Linked DNA regions of Ovis aries: region 1 is linked to region 2. The links are chromatin contacts, called in public Hi-C maps. All regions are on one chromosome and are shown on one strand. The core of a region is the stretch at or near the end of the contact, and the rest is flanking DNA. Distances in the headings are between cores, read along the strand shown.

Region 1 (7,729 bases), core at 4,073-6,572, 690 kb after region 2:
GAACAAAGTGTCATGGGAACCAAGCAGTGACTACCTCTGTCCGGTACAAGCAGAGAGGCGTCACAGTACAGCTGGATTTGGAAAAACACCCAGGAGCTCCCCAGAATTCCAAAGACCACACATCAAGAAGGGAAAGAACATTTCAAAGAGAGGGAGCAATGACGCAAAATGCTTTGCCCTAGCTTGCTCTAGAACATTCCCAAGAAGTGAATGAACTTTCACATCCTGCAGCAGGCTGGGTAGGAGAGTGTGAGGAAAGAGGATCTGGCCAACGCCAAAGCCAGGAGACGGCCACTCTTGCGGCCCATGGCGAGGCCCTGCTCTGGACGGAGTCTAGGATGCCAACCACGAAAAGGACCTCGGAGGATGCGAACAGATCATTCAAGGCAAGGACCGGGAGGTCTGCTTCATGACCTGGCTCTGCCACCCACTCACCTCGTGGCCTTGACTAAGTACACCATCCTCTTCAGGCTTCAGTGCTCTTATTTGCAAAAGAGGGTAAAATACCCACCTCAGAGTGTTGTTGCGAGTTGTAAGCAAGATCGTCAACCCAGTGCCTGCACCGACATGCCCAGATACACTAGCCGCTGGAGTCACAGAGGTGAGCCTTCAGGAAATCACTACCTTCCCAAACCTACATTCCTCATCCATAAAATGACAGTAACAGTGTTTACCATGCACGCATCAGAAATTATTAATAATTGTGAAGGCACCGTCAAGAGTAAACTGTAAAGTTCATACAAACCTGAGTTACAAAAGAGAGATGATGAGGTCCTCAAACCTGTATCTTTAAAATACAACGGAGTGCCTACTACCTGTAAGGCATTGCCTTTTCATTACCTCATTTAACTTTTCAAGGACAACCCTGCGAAGTGGTCCCAGGTTTATGTTCATTTGAGGGGTGATGGCAAGAGTCAGACAGGCTGCTGCTGCTGCTGCTGCTAAGTCACTTCAGTTGTGTCTGACTCTGTGTGACCCCATAGACGGCAGCCCACCAGGCTCCACTGTCCCTGGGATTCTCCAGGCAAGAATACTGAAGTGGGTTGCCATGTCCTCCTCCAAGGCATGAAAGTGAAAAGTGAAAGTAAAGTCACTCAGTCATGTCTGACTCTTTGAGACCCCATGGACTGCAGCCCACCAGGCTCCTCCGTCCATGGGATTTTCCAGGCAAGAGTACTGGAGTGGGGTGCCATTGCTTTCTCTGGTCAGAGAGGCTAGGCTTGTCCATTTAACGGATGCTCTCTGAGCAGATCTATGCCTGAGCCACTATCCAGGGGGGTTCATGGGACTTGGGGCCAAGCACTAACAGGTTCCCCTGCGATGTATGCAATGGTGGCCCAGGCTCTGGGTGTGGACTCCTGCACCCCACTCATCCTCACACTCATCTCTCCAGCCTTAGGGCTTTCAGCACAGCGTGCATGCATCCCGACACTCCCCCCATTTCTATCCCCAGCCCAGCCTTCCTGAGACATGAGTGTCTGCCTAGCCAACCTTTCTGCTCGCTTTTCTAATTAACACCGCACCCTGAATATGTCCAAAATTGAGCTCTACTCTCCCTTTTCTCCACAGTCTTCAAGTCCAAACAGCAGCTCTATCCTTCCAGCTGCACCGAGTCATCTCCAATTTCCCTCACATCTCACAGGAGAGCATGCTAAGTTGCTTCAGTCATTTCTGACTCTTAGTGACCTTAGGGACTGTAGCCCACCAGGCTCCTCTGTCCATGGGATTCTCCAGGCAAGAATACTGTAATGAGTTGCCATGCCCTCCTCCAGGGGATCTTCTTCACCCAGGGATCAAACACAGGAGGGCAGGAATCTTTTTTCTCCTACCGTGAAAACCACATGCAGAATCTGAGCACTTCTCTTCATCCCTGGCCCTAAAGAAGCTCCCCAGATCATCACCGTGGTCCCCATTTTGTTGTTCCTCCCTATTCACAGCCAAGTGCAATCCTTGTAACGAATAAGTACCTACCTGCTGAGCAAAATGATCGAACGGCTCCCCACTTCTTTCACATTAAAGCTCATAAAATGTCTGCAAAACCCTGTACAACCGGCCCCCTTCTAACACACACAATATAGTTATTGTATTTATTGCTTATTGTCTGACTATAAGCTCGGCAAGAGAACATACATTGGCACATAGAAATATGTCTTGAATGGATAAACTGATGCACTTAATTGCATAGTGGGGAGTGCAGTAAATAAGAGGTGCTCCTCTAGAAGGAAATTCATAGGGAGAGAAAGATCCAGAATCCAGTTAAGATCTCACAGCTCCAAGCCCAGAGCTTGTTCCACTAAGGAAGACAGTGTGCATGTGAGTGCCTGGGGCAGAGCAGTGGCTCCTACACACCAACAAAACTGGAAACTCAGGGGACGTCAGAAAGCAGGAACAGCCTTGGCTCACCTTCTGTCAGTGGCTAACCAGCCGTTGTCCTCTGTCTCTCTGCCCACACCCAAGCACACCCCGCCACACTCCCTGCCTTCCCAGGCCTGCTTTCCTTTGGCTGGCGATTCTGTGGCTCCTTCAAACATAAACAGGTCTCAGTGTCAGTCGCTCAGTTGTTTCCGACTCTTTGTGACCCCATGGACTGCAGCCCGCCAGGCTCCTCTGTCCGTGGAATTCTCCAGAATACTGGAGAGGGTAGCCATTTCCGCTCTCCAGGGGTTCTTCTCCACTCAGGGATGCAACCTGGGTCTCCGGCATTGCAGGCAGATTTTTTTAAACCCTCTGAGCCACCAAGGAAACCGAAAAACAAGTGGCAAGGGGAAGAATACAAGCACAGTTATCTGGACAGATGGCACATTCTGTGCTAGAGACACAGACGCGCTGGGACCCTCTCCTCTCGGCCTTGCTGCAAGTGAGGAAGGCCGGCTCGGGGCAATTTCTGAGAGACCCGCATGAGGACGGCTGTAAACAGGCAAGATGGAAGTCCCACCTCCTGGGTCGGTGGAGAATAGAGACAGGGCTGGGTGTCCTCAAGAACTTGGAATGGGGTTGCCCTCTGCCGGTGACCCTGTGAAATCAGCCCACCGGGTAAGCGTGCCCAGATCGCGTGCAGGAGGGACAGACTACACGGTAACCAGAGTGCAGGTCTTTCAGCTTGGGTGCAGCACAGAGAAGAGGGGTGAAGGGGACACGGGTCTCGGTAAGGACACGCCTCACGGGGCTCACAGGAGATCTGGTCACGTGGGGACAGATGGGTTAGCGGAGGATCTGAGCCGTCTGTCCCCATACTTGGGATTCATCCGGCTTCACCGCTCTGGGCTCACCGTCTTCCAGCAATTTCGTCGGCTCCCGCCTCCCCGCGGGTTTCCCTAGGAGCCGCACCTACAAGCGGACTCACCGGTGTGGGCGCTGCCTCCCTTTCCCGGCGTCGGGGAGTAAAGGATGCTCCGCGCGGGGAGCGCCGCGCGGCCTTTCCAGGCGGGTCCCGGGCCGAGGCCGCCCCCATAGGAGCCAATGAGAGCGAATGAATGAATGTGAAAGTGAAGTCGCTCAGTCGTGTCCGATTCTTTGCGACCCCATGGACTATAGCCCGCCAGGCTCCTCCGTCCACGGGGATTCTCCAGGCAAGAATACTGGGGTGGGTTGCCATGCCTTCGTCCAGAGAATCTTCCCGACCCAGGGATCGAACCCAGGTCTCCCACACTGTAGGCATACATTTTACCGTCGGAGCCACAGTGGCGCCCGGGGTCGGGCAGCGCGCCCTGGCAGCGCGCTCTGGCAACCGGAGTGCCCTCCAGGTCTGCTCTCTCTCCCCACCCTGGTCGTCAGCGGGTCCGGGGAGGCCCCGAGGTTCACGCAGAACTGGACGGATGCGAGCGCAACTTTCCGAGGAGAGTCTGAAGCTGCTCTCTGAGGCCCAAAGGCTCCCAGCCTTGGGAGGGGAGGAAAGACCCTATCCAGCCACCGGGAGGGAACCTGGCTATCCCAGCTTCACTCCATCTACTTCTTTGAGCTCATCCTCCTAACGAGACGCAAGGAGCGGGTGGGCGGCGGAGGCGGCGGGAGCAGCCGGCGGCGCTAGGACACCCAGCGTGTCACAGGGAAACCGAAAGGGTTCCTGACTCGTGTTGATCGCTGAAAGCTCGTGTTAACGCTGAAAGTGTTGATTGTTCCTTAATTCCATGGACTGTAGCCCACCAGGCACCTCTGCCCTTGGGATGCTCCAGACGAGAATACTGCCGTGGCTCGCCATTCCCCTGTCCAAAGGATCTTCCCGACCCAGGCATCAAAGCCGCTTCTCCCTCTTTGCAGGGAAGGTACTTTAAGGTCTGAGCCACCAGGGAGGCCGCCTGGGATGGGATTCCAAACTGGGGCTGTCGCCTTACGACTCGGTCCCCTGCCCTGGCTGAGAGAGCCACCTGGACGCGGGCGCGGGGGACAGCGATCCCAGGGAAGAAAGAGTCTCTCAAACCTCAGTCCCCTTCTGTTTCGAGCCCCGACCATGGAAGAGGCGCCTGGAGACAGCGGAGGACCCCCAAACGGAGACCTGGGCGCGAATCCAGGAGTCCTCCTTCGAGCGGAGAAGCTCTTTGCACCACAAGGGGGCGCGGGGTTTCCCACAGAGAGAGAGAAAGAGTGTTTGTGTGTGTGTGTCTGTGTGTGTGTGTCTGTGTGTGTCTGTGTGTCTGTGTCTGTGTCTGTTTGTGTCTGTGTGTGCGTGTGCGTCTGTGTCTCTGGGAGCATCTGCAGGATTGCCTGGTCTGGGAACCAACCGCCGCTCCATCTTTCGATACTAGAGTTGGGTAAGAGTGACTTCCCAGGTTGCCCAGTGGTAAAGCATCTGCCAGCCAATGCAGGAGACGCGGGTTTCATCCCTGAGTCAGGAAGATCCCCTGGAAAGGAGAATGGCAACCCACTCCAGTATTCTTGCCCGGAACATTCTATGGACAGAAGAGCCTGGCGACCTACAGTCCATGGGGTCGCAAAGAGTCAGCCAAGCCTGAACACCCACGCAGCCATGTGGGCTGTTTATCCGGGTTTCGGGCCTGAGAGTCTGAGCGTTTCTTTCTAGCGCCAGAGAAAATGATCACGGCTGGGAAAGATGCGCCATCTCCGAAGGGAAGGGGCGGGTGGTCACCTGGCCTCCTCCCTGGAGACCTGGGAACTGGCACTGTGCCGCAAGCAGGGACAACACTCGGTTCCGCTCAAGAAAGGGAGCGGCTTTCCCTCTGTCCCACCCCAGAGGAAAATAAACGGTCTCTGGCACGTTCCTGCATTCCTGATTTTTAACAAAACTATTGTTGGAGGCTGGCCACAGTGTTTGCTCCTGGGCGGGACCAAACCTGCCCTCTCCCAGGCCCACCCCAGCGCGTCCTCCCGGAACAAAGCCTCTTTGTAGTGCCTCTAGCAGAAACTGCCCTCCACGCCCAGGGCCCTCCCCTTAGAGAATTCCAGAAACCTTCGCAAGCCTGGCTCCTCCTCGAGGTCTGGACCTGGGAAGAAAGCCAAGCATCTTTCCTAACCCTTTGGGCTTAAGAACAGTGAAGTGGGTAACAATTCCCTTCTCCAGGGGATCTTCCGGATCCACGGATCCGGCCCGGGTCTCCCTCATCTCCTGTTTGGCAGGCAGATTCTTTACCACTTGAACCACAGGGGATCTCAAACTCAGTGCTGTTTCAGAGAAACTATGTATACATTTTTTTTTTTTCACCACCAAGGGTTGAAGATGAATGCCATTTTGACACTGACCGTGGCATTTGCTTGTCAGAGCTCTTCCATCTGCCCTAGAAATAATATCTGTCCACCCCCTCCTTCGCCCACCTCCTTGATTGCCTGGCAGCACTGGTCACAGTGTGACTGTTTGGGGGCCCTCTGTCTTCTCCTTGGGTTCTGAGAGGACACTTCCTTTTTCTCAGGTGTGCTTCCAGAATGGTCCTTTCCCTTCCAGCTCTGACTTGTCCGCCCTCTCCCAAAGCTTACTCCCATCTCTCAGTGCACTGCCGGAACCCAGGAGTCCCCGGTTCCTCCCAGCCGGCTTGCAGAAGAGCAGAGCCCCCCAAGAGCTGGGGGCCATGGTTAACCATCCATCCTCCTTTCAAGAACTCTGGGCGACACCCACAGGTGTCCACACAGGATAGAGTTGTTCCCAGGCCCCGGATGACTGCCAAAGGCATGGGGCAGGGATGCTGGCTGTGGGGCTGCTAAGCAACTACAGACTCAAAGTAGAGAAAGAATGGTTCCTTGGGCAAACAGTGATGTGGGAGTGCTGGTTTTCAGTGGGAGGTGAAGATGAGATGTTTTCACTCACGCGTGCATGCTAAGTTGGGTCAGTCATGTCTGACTCTCTGCAACCCTATGGACTGTAGCCTGTCAAGCTTCACTGTTCATGGGATTCACCAGGCAAAAGTACTGGAGTGGGTTGCCATTTCCTCCTCCAAGGGATCTTCCCTACCCTGGGATCGAACCAGAGTCTCTTGAGCCTCCTGAAATGGCAGGCAGATTCTTTACTGCTTGCGCCACCTGGGAAGCTTTCATAGCTCCACACATTTAAAACTTCTTCTCCCAGGTCTCCGCGCCCCCCCCCCGCCCCCACCACAACCCTTTCCTGCACTCTTCTTATATTTGCACTGGCTTTGGACCACTTCTTGCCAAATGATTCAGTACAGGTGGGAAATTTAATTTATTTGAGGGAAGCCAGTATGCTATCTGGGCACAAACAGTCACCCCCTCCCACCCAAAAAAGAAAAATTAAATCTGCCAAATAAGAATAAAATGCTCAATATTGGGTAACTGATTCACGCAATATGTGCACCCACCTGATGGACCCTGAATGTGTGGATCAACCAAAAGTAAGGCCAGAGAGATATATGTGAGATTTATAGACCTCAGTAACTTTGAAGCAGGATGAGAAAGTAAAAAGAGTGTATAGGCAAAAACCTAGCTTAAAATTCTGATTCTGACACAAGCTGTGTGATCTTGGATCAGTTACTCAACCTCTCAGAGTTTCAGATTCATCTTCTACAAAAATGGAAATAATTCTTTATTTTGGCAGGGTTATTGGGCTTCCCAGATGGTACAGTGGTGAAGAATCTGCCTGCCAATGCAAGAGATGCAAGAGATGCAGGTTTGATTCCTGAAACGGAAAGATCCCCTAGAGGAGGAAACGGCAACCCACTCCAGTGCTCTAGCCTGGAAAACCCCCTGGATGGAGGAGCCTGGCTGGTGGGATACAGTCAGTCCATGGGGTCACAAAGAGTCAGACACGACTGAGCATGCACGCATTACTGTGCAGGGTAAATGAAATAAACATGAAATGAAATCTTTTAAACGTTACTATCCTACAGAAAGTGTTCATTTCATTGTTGAAAATTCAATTGGAACTGAAGCCAAAACTGATTTCTGTGATGACATGTTTAGAATCTCTGGAAGGACAGGCCATCAGAGGTCTCCGGGCACCACGAGCAGGATTGGCTTACTTGCAGAGAAAGAAGGCAGAATGAAGTCTGGGCTTCAAGGACTTACTTCCTTCTCGGCTTCCCAGTTTGGATGCACAGGCAGGAAGCGTGGTGTTTTGGCAGAATGAGTATGTTTTGGCAACATTTTGAAAATTGTTCCCTTTTTCTGATCAACATGCCCAACTCTAGTCTCTTCCCTTGCCTCCTCCCTTCACTCTTTTCTCCTCTCTCCGTTTCTTCCCACATGTATGAGATCTCAATTAGTCCTTTTGAATCTCAATTTCCTCCTTTGAAAAGTTTGTAATTAGTAGTTCAAAGATCTAAATTAA
Region 2 (7,570 bases), core at 3,237-5,736:
TCACAGTAATCCAAGTCTATGCCCCAACCAGTAATGCTGAAGAAGCTGAAGTTGAACAGTTCTATGAAGACCTACAAGACCTTCTAGAACTAACACCCCCAAAAGATGTCCTTTTCATCATAGGGGACTGGAATGCAAAAGTAGGAAGTCAAGAGATACCTGGAGTTACAGGCAAATTTGGTCTTGGAGTACAAAATGAATCAGGGCAAAGGCTAACAGAGTTTTGCCAAGAGAATGCACTGGTCATAGCAAACACCCTCTTCCAACAACACAAGAGAAGACTCTACACATGGACATCACCAGATAGTCAATACTGAAATCAGATTGATTATATTCTTTGCAGCCAAAGATGGAGAAACTCTATACAGTCAGCAAAAACAAGACTGGGAGCTGACTATGGCTCAGATCATGAACCCCTTATTGGCAAATTCAGGCTTAAATTGAAAAAAGTAGGGAAAACCACTATATCATTCAGATACGACCTAAATCAAATCCCTTATGATTATACAGTGGAAGTGAGAAATAGACTCAAGGGATTAGATCTGATAGACAGAGTGCCTGAAGAACTATGGACAGAGATTCATGACATTGTACAGGAGACAGTGATCAAGACCGCTTCCAAGAAAAAGAAATGGAAAAAGGCAAAACAGTTATCTGAGGAGGTCTTACAAATAGCTGAGGAAAAAAGAGAAGCTAAAGGCAAAGGAGGAAAGGAAAGATATAAGCATCTGAATGTAGAGTTCCAAAGAATAGCAAGGAGAGATAAGAAAGCCTTTTTCAGTGATCAGTGCAAAGAAATAGAGGAAAACAACACAATGGGAAAGACTAGAGATCTCTTCAAGAAAATTAGAGATACCAAGGGAACATTTCATGCAAAGATGGGCTTGATAAAGGACAGAAATGGTATGGACCTAACAGAAGCAGAAAATATTAAAAAGAGGTGGCAAGAATACACAGAAGAACTGTACAAAAAAGAGCTTCATGACCCTGATAACCATGATGGTGTGATCACTCACCCAGAGCCAGACATTCTGGAAGGTTAAGTCAAGCAGACCTTAGGAAGCATCGCTACAAGCAAAGCTGGTGGAGGTGATGAAATTCCAGTTGAGCTATTTCAAATCCCAAAAGATGATGCTGTGAAAGTGCTGCACTCAATATGCCAGCAAATTTGGAAAACTCAGCAGTGGCCACAGCACTGGAAAAGATCAGTTTTCATTCCAATCCCAAAGAAAGGCAATGCCAAAGAATGTTCAGACTACCACACAATTGCACTCATCTCACATGCTAGCAAAGTAATGCTCAAAATTCTCCAAGCCAGGCTTCAGCAGTACATGAACCAGGAACTTCCAGATACTCAAGCTGCATTTAGAAAAGACAGAGGAACCAGAGATAATTGTCAACATCTGTTGGATCATCAAAAAAGCAAGAGAGTTCCAGAAAAAACATCTCCTTCTGCTTTATTTACTATGCCAAAGCCTTTGACTGTGGATCACAACAAACTGTGGAGAATTCTTCAAGAGATGGGAATACCAGATCACATTGTCTGCCTCCTGAGAAATCTGTATGTAGGTCAAGAAGCAACAGTCAGAACTGGACATGGGAAAACAGACTGGTTCCAAATCAGGAAAGGAGAACGTCAAGGCTGTATATTGTCACCCTGCTTGTTTAACTTACTTCATGTGAAATGCTGGGCTGAATGAAGCACAAGCTGGAATCAATATTTCTGGGAGAAATATCTATAACCTCAGATACTCAGATGACACCACCCTTATGGCAGAAAGTGAAGACAAACTAAAGAGTCTCTTGATGAAGGTGAAAGAGAAGAGTAGAAAAGCTGGCTTAAAACTCAACATTCAAAAAATGAAGATCATGGCATCCGGTCCCATCACTTCATGGCAAATAGATGGGAAAACAATGGAAACAGTGACAGACTTAATCTTGGGCTCCAAAATGGCTGCACATGGTGACTGCAGCCATTAAATTAAAAGACTCTTGCTCCTTGGAAGAAAATCTATGACCAACCTAGACAGCATATTAAAAAGCAGAGACATTACTTTGTTGACAAAAGGTCCATCTAGTCAAAGCTGTGGTTTTTCCAGTAGTCATGTATGGATGTCAGAGTTGGACTATAAAGAAAGCTGAGCAGCAAAGAACTGGTGTTTTTGAACTGTGATGTTGGAGAAGACTCTTGAGAGTCCCTTGGATTGCAAGGGGATCCAACCAGTCCATCCTAAAGGAAATCAGTCCTGAATAGTCATCGGAAGGACTGATGTTGAAGCTGAAACTCCAATACTTTGGCCCCCTGATGCGAAGAACTGACTCATTTGAAAAGATTCTGATGCTGGGAAAGATTCCAGGTGGGAGAAGGAGACGACAGAGGATGAGATGGTTGGATGGCATCACCGGCTCAATGGACATGAGTTTGAGTAAGCTCTGGGAGTTGATGGACAGGGAAGCCTGGTGTGCTGCAGTCAGTGGGGTCGCAAAGGGTTGGACAAAACTGAGTGACTGAACTCTCTCAGCTCCACGAGTTTACTAGCAGTTATTAAACTTGTGACTCAATAAACACTTTCTTAGGAATCTACATGCTGCAAAGCCCAGGTTACAAAAGAAAGTAATTTAGTTTTCCTCTTGAATTTGTTGGAAGCCTGTTCAGTGTCTTATGGCAGAAAAACCAAACTTGTTGTGTTAACCCAGAATGTTTCATTACCTCATGTAGCCACTGTAGATGTTTTTACTCTAGAGATCAGCATACAGGGTTGACATGAATTTGTCAGGAATGTGGCATCCTCCAGCTTTTTCCTCTGCAGTCTCTTAGGAGCATTGAGTGTTATCCATGATGGCTACCAAAGTCCCAGTTATTTGCCCACATCAGCCGTTAGAAAGGAGAAAAGAAAGAAGAATCACATTTTATCCCTTTTAGGATACTTTTAGAGTTGTGCACACCATTTCCATTTCCATCCCATTGGCAGGAACTTGGTCATATGGTTGCATATTGCTGCAAAAGTAACTAAAAATAGAGTCATTAAGAAACCCCTGCCTAGCTAAAATCAGTGGGTTCTTCATTAGTTATTAATGACATCATATACTTTGGGTGTGACCTTAGGAATGATATACATTTTGAGTGTGACCAGCTATTTTTACAGATCTCACAGTCATGCATCTCTTATTTTAATACAATGATTATATTCATATGATAGAAAATTTTCACATGCATTAGCAGGGAAATGTTTTCTATGAGGAAATGTTTTCTCAGGTGTGTATAATTCATTTTTTCTCTGATTTCTGCATCACTGGTAGCTAAAACACCCTCAAAATACTTTCCTTCCATTTTTCTTATGGGGTGTAATTTAATGATTCTCTTTTTCCAACTACATTTAGTTTTCTGATACCAGTTTGGTTTGAAATATCAAAATTACCCCTTATAATATACATATGATGCAGCCAGCTTCAGTTATTTGCATGACATTATGATTTGTCATCGAGCCAGAAAAATGATAATTATGATGTTACATGGTTGAGAACTAGAGAAAGTAGTGTACACTTTTCAGTTTATGAAAGGGGCATCTTATTCTATCTCTGTAGGCTTATATGAAGCCTGTTCATCAGTATCACAGAGAGTAGATAAATAATTTTGTCTGGATTAACTGGTGTGCTTTCCTTTGCTTTTCTTTCTCTTTTTTTTAGGTTTGGTGTGGGATCTGGGATCCTGTGTTTCTAAACTCACAGGTAGGTGCCAGTGGCCCTGCTGCACCTCATTTTGAGTAGAAAAATATCAGAGGTACTATTTCTGAGCTTAAGTTTTTTTCTATACTTTTTTTTTTTTACTACTTTATTTATTTTTTATTACTGAATTTTGTTGTTTTCTGCTCAACATCAACAAGAATCAGCCGGGTGATATGAATGGGGAGAGTAATATGGAAACTTACAATATTATACGTAAAATAGACAGCCAGTGGGAATTTGCTGTATGACTCAGGGAGCTCAAACAGGGGCTCTGTGACAATCTATAAGTTTAGATTTTTCAATTTAATTTTTAATTTTATATTGGAGTATAGATGATTTACAACATTATGTTCATTTCGAGTATATGGCAAAGTGATTCAGTTATACATATACATGTACCCATTCTTTTTTAGTTCCTTTGCTTTTCAATGTAAACTTTGGGTCCTCATGTTCTACAGACTTTAGGAGCCCCTTACTCTGAATAATAATAATAATTAGAGAGGAAGAAGAGGCAGAGAGGGAGGGGAAGGGGCAGAAAGAGGGGGATGAATAATGTAAGAGTTCTTTCCATTGCACAGAAAATGCAGCATTTTATTTTATTTTAATTTTTTTGTAACTTTAAACTTTTAATTTTGTATTGGGGTATAGCCAATTAGCAATATTGTGGCAGTTTCAGGAGAACAGTGAAGGGACTCAGCCATACATACGCATGTATCCATTCTCCCCCAAACCCCACCCCCATCCAGGCTGGCACATAACATTGAACAGGGTTCCATGTGCTGTACAATAGGTCTTTGTCAGTTACCCATTGAAAATGCAGTATTTTGTTGTAACCCCTCCCCATGTGTTACTGAGAATCCCCAAGGAATGCTCACATGCCCCACAAATCTATCCTGTTTGTGACTTGTCCCCTTAGCTGCTCATTCTGTTCCAGATGACTCCTGTGTGCTCTGGGCATCCCTTGCTAGCTCATAACCAACTTCTCAAAGCAGCTACTGCTTTCATTGCACTGATTGGAGAAGGAAATGGCTACGCACTCCAGCATTCTTGCCGGAGAATCCCATGGACAGAGGAAGCTGGCAGGCCACAGTCCCTGGGGTCGCAAGAGTTGGACACAACTGAGTGACTGAGCACACAGACACCCTCACAAGCCGATTCCTTAATTCCCCAAAGCACTGGTCGGGCTAAGCTGTAATGGTTAACAAACATGACTCTTGGCTTGGAAAAGCAAAGGAAAGGCAAAAAGGGTGAGCTTAAGTTTTTTCACCAGATGCTGATACTCCTAGAGCCTCCTGCTCATTGCCAGTCCGGAGGGGAAATCCCGTCTTGAGTCACTTTCTCAACAGAACTTCAGGAGTTATTTTTTTTCCCACAACAGTGCCTTTGTCCACGTTCCTTCCCATTTCCCTCCTCCCATGGCAAACCATGAGGTCCAGTGCTGGTTAAAGCAACTGGGAACATGGAAATCTATTTATTTTCTCTTTTTGTAAGATTATCAACTACATTTTACATCTGTAGACTTTTGCCTTTCATTTAAAAATAAGGAAATCTAAATCAAGGAATGACTTCCCTGAGATGCCACACTTCTGTTTACAATCCAGTGCCAGCAAAGTGAGCGTTAAGGCTTATTTTGTCTCGATACAGTGAACAGGGAACACCTCCACTTCCTGCTTAACTATATGCCAGGTGTCATGGCTTAGATGGAGCCCCTGGGTGTTTCAGTGAGAATGGGGCACAGTGCAGCATGGGGCACAGAGCTGGTGGCTGTTGGTGTCTCCTCTCTGCCCACTCCCTGTGGGTAAGGCTCTGCTGTGTTCTCTCCCATGGTCTGGGGCAGCGCTGCTCACCACTGCTGGTCCAATCCCTGAAACGCAACGCCACCACCATGTTGACTTACATTTATCATTCTCTTCCTTTGATCCCACTTTCCATCTTTCTAGCCTCTTACATTTCCTATCCTTTTACTCATGTATCTTACATAATGAGATATATAGATTTTGCCATCTAATGAGATTTTTTTCCTTTCATCTCACAGCCAGGTGGCGCTAGTGGTAAAGAACCCGCTTGCCAATGCCGGAGACACAAGAAGATCCCCTGGAGGAAGAAACGGCAAACCACTCCAGGATTCTCACTTGGAAAATTCCAGAGCCAGAAGAGTCTGGTGGGCTTACAGTCGATGAGGTCACAAAGAGTGGGACGTGACTGAGAAACTTAGCACACGTGCGTAGCACAGAAAGTCAGCATCCTGTATCTCCTCACTGGGTGTGGGGTATTTTCAGAAACTGCTTCTCTATTGCTGAGAGCTGTTCACTTTGTTTTGTTCAAGTTTCTCAGGCATTTGTGCACCTGTTCCACAAGTCTAGTGGCTCCCAAGGACTTCAGGTATGATAGCCAGCGTTCATGGATTATTGAAATGCTCCTCAGGATACCCCATGCACTGCATACTGGAACATACAGACCTAAAACAGAGACTGTATTTTCCAGGAAGGCCCATTTCAGCCTTGGTATGTCTTCCGGTTCTTGATGCTGTAGAAAGATACAGTTCTATTCTACCCATTATAGGTTTGAAGGGATTGTGAGTTGCTTAAAAGATGATTTGGGTTTCAAAATTAGCTGTAAAGAAGACATTGCTCCAGAATGATATAATATGGATATGGGGTTCCCCAGGTGGCTCTGTGGTAAAGAATCTGCCTACCAATGCAGGAGATGCAGGAAACATGGGTTGATCCCTGGGTCAGGAAGATCCCCTGGAGAAGGAAATGACCATCTACTCCAGTATTCTTGCCTGGGAAATCCTGTGGACAGAGGAGCCTTGAGGGCTATAGTCCCTGGGGTTGTGAAGAGTTGGACATGACTGAGCAACTGGGCACACACATAATATGGATATAATATGAGAAAACAATAAGGAGGGGGAGAAAAGGGTTCTATTAGTTGGGCACTTTTTGATTGTAAGTAACAAAAACCCTACTAAAATTAACTTAAAGAAACAGGGAATTCATTGGTCCATGCGATTAGAAAGAATGGGGTGGAGCTGGCCTTCAGGTCAGCTGGTATCAGGGCTCTCTCTGCTTCTCTGCATCTGTGCTCCCTTTGCCTGGTGGTACTCTTCTCTCCTGTTGCAGAGAGATTTTTTCCCCCCATACAACATGGCCAAGGGAGCACACTTGATTTATTCATTGCTCCAGGTTCTTGGCTTGAAGAAAATCTTCCCAGCTCAGTGACCATAGAGGATCAGATGGACCTTTCTCCCCCTGCTCCAGTGTGTATAAACCACAGTGGAAGATTTTGTGCAGCCTAGTCGCAGCCCTGGGCCTGTCACATTGCTGTAACTGGCTCTACCTGCCCAGTTCCTAGTCCCTTGCCCAGGCCTGCAACAAGTGGGGTGTGTGTGTGTGTGTGTGTGTGTGTGTGTGTATGTGTGTGTGTGTGTGTGATGCATCAGGGTGGTGGGGGCTGTAATTGGCAACCCCCTCCCAGTATCATGTTAATATTTGAGGGCAGTAGCAACAGTTACTCCCAAAGAAGCAGTTACCTGGAAAAGGAATAACTATCAGACAAAACAGGGATGAAGAAAGTAATTAAGATTTTCCAACTTTGGAGAGAAAGTAAACAGAAAGTAGAATACTAATAGAAAAAAATATGGAGAAAAAAGGACAAATTTGTAGAGAGAATATGAAATAAAAACTATAATGACAATGATAAGACATTTGACAGTAAATACTTGAAGTTTTTAGGCATTGTAGGATAGTTAACAGTAGGATGTATGATTTTGCTGTTCAGTTGCTCAGTTGTGTTGACTCTTAGAGACCCCATGGACTGTAACACATCAGGCTTCCTTGTCCTT

The links. Hi-C and Micro-C count contacts between places; a contact is called where the count stands out from the background.
Region 1: a Hi-C map of hypothalamus shows a contact between it and region 2, with 4 times the contacts expected there. The contact joins two enhancer-like sites. A contact is called at or near these places in 6 of 16 Hi-C or Micro-C datasets (blood, hypothalamus, liver and 2 more).

What each region holds. Positions count from the first base shown.
Region 1 is chr15:14,923,394-14,931,122 of ARS-UI_Ramb_v3.0, forward strand. No RefSeq gene overlaps it. Among named protein-coding and RNA genes, the nearest start is that of ENDOD1, 73 kb to the right of the region's middle. Within about 2 kb of position 5,323, at least 26 of the 54 cell types and tissues checked have an H3K27ac peak or open chromatin away from gene starts, as enhancers often do. A contact at or near this core is called in hypothalamus, where this site is marked.
Region 2 is chr15:14,230,110-14,237,679 of ARS-UI_Ramb_v3.0, forward strand. No RefSeq gene overlaps it. Among named protein-coding and RNA genes, the nearest start is that of FAM76B, 110 kb to the left of the region's middle. Within about 2 kb of position 4,487, at least 11 of the 54 cell types and tissues checked have an H3K27ac peak or open chromatin away from gene starts, as enhancers often do. A contact at or near this core is called in hypothalamus, where this site is marked.